Regions from separate parts of the Hordeum vulgare genome. Here region 1 is linked to region 2. The links are chromatin contacts, called in public Hi-C maps. All regions are on one chromosome and are shown on one strand. Each heading gives the region's core, a stretch centred on a gene start, on an enhancer-like site or on the middle of the called end of the contact. The rest is flanking DNA. Distances are from core to core; before and after follow the strand shown. Region 1 holds the start of LOC123409718 (exocyst complex component EXO70A1-like). Region 2 holds the start of LOC123407658 (60S ribosomal protein L17-2).

Region 1 (5,250 bases), core at 122-2,621, 180 kb after region 2:
ATCTCTCTGACCCAGCGGTGAAATTGGATCCACCGGCTGCAACACTTGAACTTCATTGATGATTGCAGCACTAGCGTACACTTCTCCTCCGTTGAGAAAAACAGCCACAAGTCATGCGGGGGGCACGCTACCTGGATGCTCACCTCCGACGGCAGGATGCCACAGCACGCCTTGATGCTGGCCAGGAGAGCCGCCGGTGTCACAACCTCGCCGTCTCCAAGCGCACTGGCCAGAAGAACGAACTGGCGGTAGCGAGCTTCCAGCGCGTCCATCAATGGCGTCCGTGCCAGCAGGACACGACTCCTCTCTGGACGGAGACAGGGCTCACCACGACGCCAAACCTCGTGTGGGTAAGCCCTATCCAGCAAGTTGCGGTTGGATCCATCACCGCCGACGACCACCGCCGCCGTACTTCGGCCGTCTTCGCTCTCCACGCTCGAGCTACTCATCGCCGGAGGGGGTTGCGGGTTGGATTTGGGGATTTTCCCCCTCGAACTGGCTCACCTAGTCTTATCCAGTCCGCACTTACAGGTGGGGTCTCAGCTGACTGGTGGGGTCTTAACTGACGGATGGGCCATGCGGTGACGTGTCATTCGGTGTATTCGTGATAAGTATATGCCGCGTAGAGCAGGGACGGCAACTCCAAGTACCAGAACTGTATTGGTGACGTATTTCCGTGTATGAGGATAGTATCGAAGCAGTTCTCAACTTCCTGGACTGGATTGGAGCTCGCCGCCAACTTCCAGGATGACAGATGCAATTATCTCTCCAAATTGCGTGTGTGCGTGTGCTTGTGCATGGCCGCCCCCGCTTCCTTGGCCTAGACTGCCAAAGAAAGCGATTTGTCTTTCAAGATGGTTGCTAGAGAAGAGACATGGATGAAGCAATGCACCGCGTTGCAAAGGTCCATGGAGACAGGAATGTTTGCCTCTTCAATCTTTTTTCATCGGATTGCCGGGATCATGTACATTTACGCAAATGTGGACTTGACGATAACGAGATATTCGCGATATGACAATGACTAGTGAACAGTAGCATTATTTAATTCCTTTTTCAGGGCAAGTGCCATTGTTCATCTAACCTTCTGTGTCGGTTATGAAAGATCAGAAGTCTTTCCCCTTGACTTTTCGGCGGTTCGTGGGCCAAATGTGCCGGCTTACTGGGCCAGGAGGCCGCCGGGCATTGACTTGTCTCTATTCTCTAAGCAAGTATCTCTACAAAATGTCTATAAGCAAGTGCAGAATAGTAGAGACTGACCACGGTCCACGCAGGATATCGTTGATGAACACCAGAACACGTTTGAGCGACCATCCGATTAGAAACTGATGTATCAGGTCGAGTGCTATTCAACTGTGTACACCTTTTTTTTCTGCGAGAGAGAGAGAGAGAGCTGTCTTAAAGAAAGAATGAATCCTGATGCTCTTACTCTAATTAATCAGTGCGGTATCTCAGTTTCGTGCAGAACAAACAGGGCAACTATTGGGGATGATGTTAATCCTGACTTTTTCGTGAAGCTGACAGAGGATCAACCGTCCAAGTACTACTATTCAACTGAAGCAGACAATCGGTTGTTCATCTTTTATAAACGAAAAGAAAGAAAGTAGAAAAGAAACGGGGACATTTATCTGTCAAGCGCAGGTATGAACCGTGCCTCTCAATATTCTGCGGCGGTCCAAAAACCGCGCTGATAATCTGGCAATTGCTTGACACGGTAACCGCGACCGTGCTTCGTTTGGTTGGTTGGCCCGTCGCGCGTCAACGTTACTACAAGGCGATTAAAACCACGGCGTAGGTGGCGGATACTTTCTCCCGGTCTTCCCACGCCACCTCCATCGGCGACGAGACCACCGAACAAGAAGCAGAAGCAGCAGCAGAAGCAGCAGCGAGGTTTCTTGCTGTTTCCTCCATCGGACGATCGCGTCGTCCTCGGTCTCGGAGGCGCCGCCCACGGACATAGTGAAGAGGATGGCCGTCTCCAAGAACGCCGCCGATGACATGATGCGCGTGCTGTCTATCTACGACGCGCGCTTGCTCCCGACGTCCCCTCCGGCGGAGGGTCAAGCGACCGGGGAGGCGTACGGGTGCGATGAGAGGGATGAGGGGGAGCAGGAGCAGAAGGAGGAGGAGGAGGCGTTCGCGGCCGCGGAGGACGTCATCCGCCGGTGCAACTCGTCGTCTTCGTCGTCCGGCATGATCGATTACCTGTACGCCGTCGACGACGCCCTCACCGCGGCCGCGCTCCAGGGCGGCCTCGCCTCCCGCGCGGCCGAGGCCGTGCAGGCCGCCATGCCGCGCCTGGAGGAGGAGGCGCGCGCGCTGCTCTGCTCTTCGTCCGCGCGGCGCCTCTCGCTCTCCTCGGACGACCTCGACGACGCGGCCACGCCGCCCGACGCGTCGCCGCGCCTCTCACCGCGCGCGGCTGCCTCCGTCCGCGGCGTCGCGGACCGCATGCTGCGCGCCGGCTACGGCCCGGAGCTCGCGCAGGTTTACGTCACCGCCCGCCGCGACGCCCTCGCGGAGGCCGTGGCGCACCAGCTGGGCGCCGCCGAGCCCGTGGCCATCGAGGAGGTGTTAAGGATGGAATGGCTGGTGCTCGACCAGAAGATGCGGCGGTGGAACCATGCCATCCGGGTCGTGGTCAGGACCCTCCTCGCCGGCGAGCGGCGGCTCTGCGACGAGGTCTTCGCGTCCGACGAGGAGCTCGGCCACGAGTGCTTTGCCGACGTCTCCAGGGGCTGCGTCCTGCAGCTGCTCGGCTTCGCGGACGCCGTCGCCATGTCTGCGCGCGCCACGGAGAAGCTCTACCGCACGCTCGGCATGTACGAGGCGCTCGCTGACGTCGCGCCGGAGCTCGAGGCCCTGTTCACGGGAGACGCGCGCGAGCTCTTCGGCGCCGAGGTCTCAGCCGTCGCCGCGCGGCTGGGCTCCACCGTGCGGCGCACGATCGAGGAGTTCGGAAGCGCCATCCAGGGCGAGTCGTCGCGGAGGCCCGTGCAGGGCGGAGAGATCCACCCCATGAACCGCTACGTGATCAACTACTGCGGCCTCCTCGCGGACTGCCGCAGCACGCTGGACATGATCCTCGTCGACACAGCCGATGCGGTCGACGGCGACGAAGCCCCCAGCGGCGGCGGCGGCGCTACATCGACGCCGTCAGGGCGGTGCATGCTCGAGCTGCTGACCGGGCTGCTGCGCAAGATGGACGAGAAGTCGTGCCTGTACGACGATGCCGGCCTGAAGCACATATTCCTCATGAACAACCTGTACTACATCGTGCAGAAGGTGATGGATTCCCCGCTCCGGGAGCTCCTCGGCGACGACTGGATCCGCCGGCACCGCGGCCAGATCCGGCAGTACGAGACGGGCTACCTCCGGGCGTCGTGGATCACCGTGCTATCCTTTCTCAGGGACGACGGCGGCAGCGCGGCGCCGACGGTCAAGGACAAGGCGAGGAGCTTCAACGCGGCGTTCGAGGAGCTGTACCGGAACCAGACGGCGTGGAAAGTGATCGACCCGCAGCTCCGGGAGGAACTCCGCATCGCCGTGTCGGAGCGGCTTATCCCGGCGTACCGGTCGTTCCTGTCGCGGCCGAGGCCGCAGACGGGGTCGTCGTCTGGCGGCAGCCGGCACTCGGCGTCGAAGCACGTCAAGTACACCCTAGAGGATCTCGAGGACTACATGCTGGATTTCTTCGAAGGCGTGCAGAAGTTGGTCAAGTAGTGATAGGAGGAGCGGAGCAGAGGAGCTCTGCTTCTGACTGCAACATTCTTGAGAGGCAGCTCTCTGCTGTCGGGAAGGAGTTCGGGAAGCCACCGGACGATACACTGCGGCACGGATTCATGATTTGTCTTGCCAAGCATTGCTCACCTGTACTGGTAGTACAAGTCCATGGTCGGCACATCTGTAAATAGCAAACGAATTCAGGAGTGTATATATAATACACCGGATTTACATATAAAACTGAAGAGGATTGCTACAAATCAACCAACTGATCTTTTTATAAAATCAGTTGGGTAGCGAACCGTCAGATCCGTTCCTTGTTTTTCTTGGATAGGTCAACGTTGTGCTGCTTCGTGCAATTGTAATGCTCTCAACACACCAATTTGGGTCTTTGCCCCGTCCTACTCTAGACACTCGCAGGAGCAAATGCAATGTGCATGTCGTTGTTGCCGAACATATCGCCGTCCAGCTCACAGCTGCCGCTCCGTCACGCATTAAAACATTTGGATGTTGTAGTGCAGCTTCGCCGACTGCGAGATCCGTGGGTCGCGGGCTTGCAACACCCCGTGCGCTACATTGCAGCTCCGCCACGAGCATCTCCGTCGCCGACGAGATGCATGGTCGCAACAATTGCAGCACCGGCGGCGAGCTGCGTTGCAGCACCAATGCCTCTGACCTCCTCTTTGTTGTGTGCTGTGTTGCAGCACCAATGCGAGCTGTTGGCGTCGACCTGCGTTGCAGCATCGGCGCCTCCGACCTTCTATCCCTAGGGTGCAGAACCAGCACGAGCTGCGGACGGTGAGCTGCGTTGCAACATCGATGTGAGATGTGGCCGCCTGCAACAACTATGCCTCCATGCTGCTATGCCTCCATCCTTGGGTGCAACACTAAATCAAGCTGCTAGCGACGAGCTACGTTGCAGCACCGGTGTGAGATTTGGTCGCCTCCGGCAACTGCGTCTCTGTGGTGGGTTGTAGCACCGGCGGGGTGTGCGGCAGCAACGACGGTTGTCGTTCCTCCCCGGTTGCAGCAACGATGGCACGATGGTCGGTGTCTCCTCCTCTAACATTGATGGTTGTCCCTCATAGCAGCAGCAATGGCAGCAGAGGAAAAAAGTCAAGGCCACGACGAGGAGTTGTACGTGAGAAATCCACAAAGAAGAAAGGGGATTAGGTTCAATGAAAAGATAGGGATGTGTGATTCACGTGGGAAAGAGTGGGCGGTGGGAGGGGCCCACAGGGCCGCGTGGCGAGTATAGGGAGCGGTTTACGCGTGTAACGCTCAAGATGCGATCCTATCCTCAATTTGGCACAAGGGCCTCGTTAGGGATAGAAGCGCATCTCGTCGTTTCGCAAGAATAGATATCGTTACAAGTACATGTACTGAAAAGATGAGATATATGGTATTGGCTTACACTCGCCATAAGCTACATCAGATTCACATCACTACAATACATAATCATCATGAAGAAGAGCAGGGTCCGACTACGGATGAAAACAAACGAGAAAAGAAGAACGGCGTCCATCCTTG
Region 2 (5,900 bases), core at 2,328-4,827:
ATGGCGCGCATGGCGTGGAGGTGGCCGGCGACCTGCGTCATGGCGATGGTCGGCTCGGCTTCGTGCTCCAGTCCCCCGGCAATCACATCGTTGGCAACTATGTCATGTGGCACGCCACGGCAATATGTACAGGCGCGTGCTCGAAGTCCTCCTCCATTGTGAGCAACGGAAGCTATGATGCATACAACGAAAGCTATGATGCATATGCTTGCTTGGCCGAACACGCACAACCCAAGACACAATCAGGGGATGGATTTTTCAGAAGCTAGCTCACACGTACAGAGAACCTAGAACCCTGGCCGGGATTATCCTTTTTAGTGCCACAAACAGGGCTAGGGTGGATGTAGGGTTGATATTGAGCTGGAGAGTTGAGGGTACCAATTTTAGGGATTTAGACCTGAGGGTTTGATTCCGACGAGCTACATGACTTTAAGGTTTAAAATAGACTTTATTCCTTGAGTTGCGATGATTTTGCCGTGTCTGTCAAGTTTATCTTTCGGGCGGGCGTGACGAATCCTTCACCGATAGCTTTTCGTAGGGGTCCATGCGGGAGTGAAAAGGACATGAATTAATGATAGAAGTGAGGGGCGAGAAAGGGGATTTTTTTGCCACCAAAATAGTCCTCCTTTGCTGGTTACAGGAAAACGGATGTCCAGACTGTGTCGTTGCATTGTTTTCACGGTCCGGACCGCTCTTTCGTGGCTGTTTTTTCCAGTGCGGATTATACGCGTTCTTTTACGACGCCCACTACAGCCTTCTTTGTTCGATCATGACTTCGGTGATTTGACATTATACAGCCACGGAATTGGACGGACGGGCTCTTCAACGGTTTGACCGCACCTGGATGGTTGCCTTCCCAGCACGCTCCATGCGCACCGCGTCTGCCAGTAGACTGGCTGCAAACTCGGTAAAATAAGCCATTCGCATTAATTAAATAAAATATTCTTCAGCGGCAAACAAAGGATGTGCAAGTGCAACAATGCAATTAAGAATTGCAAAGAATCCGGGTAGCAGTAGGCCATCTCTGTTCCTAAATATAAGACGTTTTGACAGTTCAACTAAAAAGTGGATCATTCAAAGCAACCAAAAAGTGAATTGCCAAACTCTTAAGTGTACAGCCCGAAAGGACAAAGATCTCTAAGAAACAAGTTCTGGTGGGCTAATGCTCGAATATCCGAAACAGTTTTAGCATATATAAAGACCATTCGCAATCACAAGGATAGCATCAACCTTAACAAATCCTTACTCCATGTTGGTACCAAAAACATCTAGGAGGCAACAAACACTGCCACCAAAGGTACTTGAAAGGAACTACAACTAAGATTCTCAGACAAATGCAGCCACTCCGTTAGCTTAGATAGCTTTCCTTGGTGCAACGACGTTGTCAGCCTACAAAAGGAGACAATATATACATGCATTACGAGACACAGCTAAACAAAGCGCATATAAGAACAGAGAGCATGGCAATGTAATTATTGTAACACCGATTTAAAGGTAATTTTCTTGAGAGTTTCATTTTAGATAGTTAGAAAACATTGACAAAAAATACAAGTTTCAAACCAGGAATAACTGAAATAAATGCAAAGGGATAAAATGAGCATACCTCCTTCTTCACAGGCTCTTCCTTCTCTGACAAGATCAGCTCAATGTGGCAGGGGTTGGACATGTAAGCTGCCATCAAGAAACATTAGCACCATGTCCGATGAAAGCAAACTAGACATTTCAATATAACACGCTTGACAACTTACGGTTGATGCGTCCATGAGCACGGTACGTCCGGCGCCTCTGCTTTTGGGCTTGGTTCACCTGGATGTGTGAAATGTAGAGGTTGTCGACATCCAAGCCTTTAACCTGTACAATAAGAAACAGATCTTCGGTTAACCAAAACAAAAGTTGAGAGACTATGATGCATATCAAAAATAGAATGAGAAGGATAAAGCAGCAGCATACTTCAGCGTTACTCTCAGCATTCTTCAGCAAATCCAGCACGAACTGGGCCGACTTTGCAGGCCAGCGACCCTGCCCATTTGGCTGGCGGTTCTTTACTTGTGCAGTACGGCCCACACCTCTGCAGTATCTACGGAAGGGAATTGCTTGCTTGTGAGCGAGAACATCCTCAAGGTACCTCTTAGCCTTGCCCAAAGGCATCCTGCGAAGAGCGAAAGCTGTCTCGCGTGTGTTCTGCATCCAGTATTAACAGGTTAGCAAAACAAGCAAAACAAACAAGAGAAGATATACCAATTTGACAATGATGCTACTGCAATATCAGCGTAGCACAGAAATGAACAAGAAAGAACTGTGCTGGCACCAGAGTCTATGATAAAATAACTGAACTTAGTTTTACAGATGCAAAAACTGACAGAGAAAAGACTACAGGCCAACAGCCCATTTCCTTCCTTTACAAATTATTAGCCCTAGGAAGAAATGGTAATATATTACGTACATGGGATATTTTTCACCAAGTACAGAGAGTGAGCAATGCTTGGTATACATGCCTCGACAGCAAATAATACTAAATAGAGCAGGCTAACGAATATTTGGGGTGCTCATAACTGAGATTATTCAACTTATGCAATGTAAAGATAAGAAACAAGAAGATGGGAAGATATCACATAACGTAAACTAAACTATTAGGATACAGAATCCTCTAAACGATTAATCCTGACTTGAATGTATCGGAGCGAGAATCTTCTAAAAGATTAATCTAGACTTTTAGAAAGGGGGCAAAAGATCACTGAGACTTAGGAGATTGAGCAGTGCAACATGCAGCAGCTTCACAAAGTGACAACTATGAAGCGAGCAATGAACACAACAATACTCAATGTTGCCACTACACTGTATGATATTTGCCAAAATTTAATGTGCAAAACACAGACTTCAAAACTGAAGCAACATGCAGCAGCTTCACAAAGTGACAACTCAGGGACTGTTCATGCAAACAACAGACCAGAACCTTTACTCGCTATGTTTATCACAGTTCAAAATCACGCCATTGGCACAATCCCTAACCCTAAATCAACAAGATCGCGTGAAAATTGACAAGCACGCTAGTCTGGGATCAATCAACCAGCAGAGCTACACCGCAGACAAAAGATCTCGCGTAGAGCAGGTTCACGAAACGTACCTTGAAGTGGACCCTGAGATCCTTGCCACATGCCTTGGCCGCTGCGCACGAAAGCACGAAACATCGGATCAAAACCCACCGCAAGGAGAAGGCGAACCACAAAGCAAGAAAGAAAGAAATCATCGAGGGGACAGAGGGATGGGAGATCTTACACTTGGTCGGGTTGGACGGATCCCTCGAGTACTTCACCTGCGACGGATGCAACGGCGGGGATGTCAGAGGAACGGCACATACAGCAGGCAGAGGATTGTGCCTGAGAAGAGAGGGGCGAGGCTTACCATGGCGGCGGCGGTGGGGTTGTGGCCGGAGAGGAGGGATGGGAGGGTGTGTGCTGGCCTTCGCACGAACTCTTCCAACAGGGGAAAACTGAGGAGGCGGCGGAGGTCTATGAGGAGGCGAGAAACCCTAGAGCTTAGCAGCTCTTCATGGGCTTACGGTCCGATGAGGATAAGCCGGCCCAGGTTTTGTCGCTCCGCTAGCTCGGTTGTGGATTTATCGGTGACAGCTTGTCGCACTGAGCGATAAATAGAAACCACCCGCGTGAGCGACACCAAACCCAACTTACGCTTTGTTTAATCTCTCCCTATCTATCCCTATCCCTATCCCTTCCCTATACTAATAAAGCACCGACGACTTCTGGCGCGTCCGTCGCCGCGTTTTTACATAAAAGCCCCTCCGTTTCTAGGTATTCAACACGCAGTCTCTATGTAAATGGATAGAGAAAACGCTTTGTGTTTTCAGAAAGCCCCCTATATTTGTAAGAATTTTAATCGCGATCCTTTATTTCATCTTATCCATATGCTCCCTCTCCAGCCGCGGCGACGTGAAGGACGGCGCAGGAGGAGGGAGGTCGCCTCCATCTGGCCGTCGCCGGTCGTGCTCGCGTGGAGGGAGGGAGGCGGCCTCCATCAAATTGTTGCCCCGCACGAGAACGCGAGGGTTTCCTCCGCCACCGCGACCCCATATCCCTCGCTCCACGATGCCCATCCCTGTTCCGCGGTCGTCGAGTCTGGACGAGGTCGGCAGGATCCGCTCGCAGGTGAAGTGCGTCGAGCCCCGCCACGGTGGTGGATCCCCGGAAGGGCAAGGATCCTGCCCCTCCTTCTCCGAGGCGGAGCTCTTCGGGCAGCAGCATCAGCTCCTCCACCCGCTCCCACGACTACGCCGCGGCATTCAGAGCCTTCCAAGGCGCGGAGTCGAGTGCCGCTGCGGCCGCTAGGTTCAGGCGGGTGAGGTGGAGCGACCCCGTGGTGGAGGAGACGACGGAGGTGCAGCTGCTCGACCCCAAGACGATGTTCGATCAGATGCTCATCGAGCGGCTGATTCAAGAGCAGGTGGCAGAGGAGGTGCCCGGCGCGGCGGCGCAGCTGTTCGATTCCAAGATGGTGCTCGACCAGGTGGTCATCGAGCGGCTGATTCAAGAGCAGGTGGCCGAGGAGGTGCCCGACGCGGTGGCGCAGTTGTTCGACTCCAAGACGGTGTTCGACCAGATGGTTATCCAGCGACTGACTCAAGAGTAGGCGACCGATGAGGAGGAGAACAGAAGATGGAAACAGCAGGTGATGGCCTCTGCGACGTGCTCTTGTTGTTTCTTGGGGTTCTTGGAGTCTCTGGAGTGCGTTCTTGAGCGTTTCTTGGTTTCTTCTCGAGCAGTTCAACTCGTTGCGCGTGGAAGAGGAGATGTATAGGAAGGAACATGTATGTGTGGCGTGAATCTGGTCTTTCTTGCTTGACTTTCTGTTCGGAATGTGGAATTGTGATCTCAATGTCTGTTAAAAATCATGGATGATTTAGTAGTAGAAACGAAATCTCGGGAAAATGTTGGGGGACAGTTTGACGATTAGGTATTTCCTGATTATTACTCGAGCTATACTTGCGGTGCGTTATGAAATTTAAAGACAGGTGAGTATCTTATTGTGATTATTCGAAATTGCTAAAGATTTAGGTGTTCTTCTTGATTCTTCTAATTGGTATGATAGCATGTTTTGCACTTTTGCTGCAAGTGAAAAGTGTGGGGAGATATGAGGATCATGTCTTTGCAGTAGTTGCTGGCTTGTTGTCATATTTTGGCAAGAAAATATTGATGCCAAAATGTAGTAGTTTCCTGTGTAGATGAATGGTGTTATAGGAGAAGTTTATCTGAATGTTTGCTCGGGATTACATGGCCAAACGTGCATTATCAGGATCCTTGGCTCTATGCTTTTTCCATTTTGCCATATGTTGCCTGAAAGGCTGAAACTGGCTCCGAAGCCTCAAAACTCGGTTCATATGAATAATTGGCAAGAGTAGAAAGGATTTGGATGACTCAACATTTCAATTTTTTTATCCCTTTCACCTTTGCTAATCCGAAATGTATGGTCTTGATGCTAAATTCTGTGGAGCAGGAGAAACTATCACAAGCAAAGGTGAAATCCAAGCAGGACAAACTACCGCAAGCAAAGGGGAAATTACCCTGGAGTAAGCTCAAGAACAAGGTATGACCTGAATCTTGGCCACTCTTCTCACTTGTGATTCTTTGGTGCTATGACCACATGAGCATTGTTGCACTTGCCTATTTTTTGTAGAAAGCAGAACTAGGAATTTTTTTCGTTTCTGCTTATTCATGTTAAATTCTTGGACCTGTTAGTGTAATCAAATTATGAAATCTTGGTTGCAGTGTCTTGTGGCATCCTAGCGTAGAGGAAGAATCATGAGGTACAAACGTCCATGTTGCTCGTGGGTCTTCCCACAATCTGGCATTGTATTTTGAAGGAAATGGCTATCATGTTGAAACTGT

Evidence for each region. Hi-C and Micro-C count contacts between places; a contact is called where the count stands out from the background.
Region 1: a Hi-C map of seedling shows a contact between it and region 2, with 2.2 times the contacts expected there. The contact joins the promoter of LOC123409718 here to the promoter of LOC123407658 in region 2. A contact is called at or near these places in 2 of 6 Hi-C or Micro-C datasets (leaf and seedling) and 1 of 1 datasets of contacts at active chromatin or transcription factors (embryo).

What each region holds. Positions count from the first base shown.
Region 1 is chr7H:203,134,924-203,140,173 of MorexV3_pseudomolecules_assembly, forward strand. It overlaps LOC123409718 (exocyst complex component EXO70A1-like), which reads left to right and starts at 1,372. Exons shown (of 1, transcript XM_045102579.1): 1 at 1,372-3,980. The coding sequence starts at 1,966. The coding sequence ends at 3,720.
Region 2 is chr7H:202,948,525-202,954,424 of MorexV3_pseudomolecules_assembly, forward strand. LOC123407658 (60S ribosomal protein L17-2) reads right to left here and starts at 3,578. Exons shown (of 7, transcript XM_045100843.1): 1 at 3,403-3,578; 2 at 3,277-3,313; 3 at 3,125-3,165; 4 at 1,951-2,181; 5 at 1,749-1,851; 6 at 1,604-1,671; 7 at 1,172-1,389. The coding sequence starts at 3,405. The coding sequence ends at 1,354. It overlaps LOC123412522 (a long non-coding RNA gene), which reads left to right and starts at 4,654. Exons shown (of 3, transcript XR_006613528.1): 1 at 4,654-4,683; 2 at 5,509-5,598.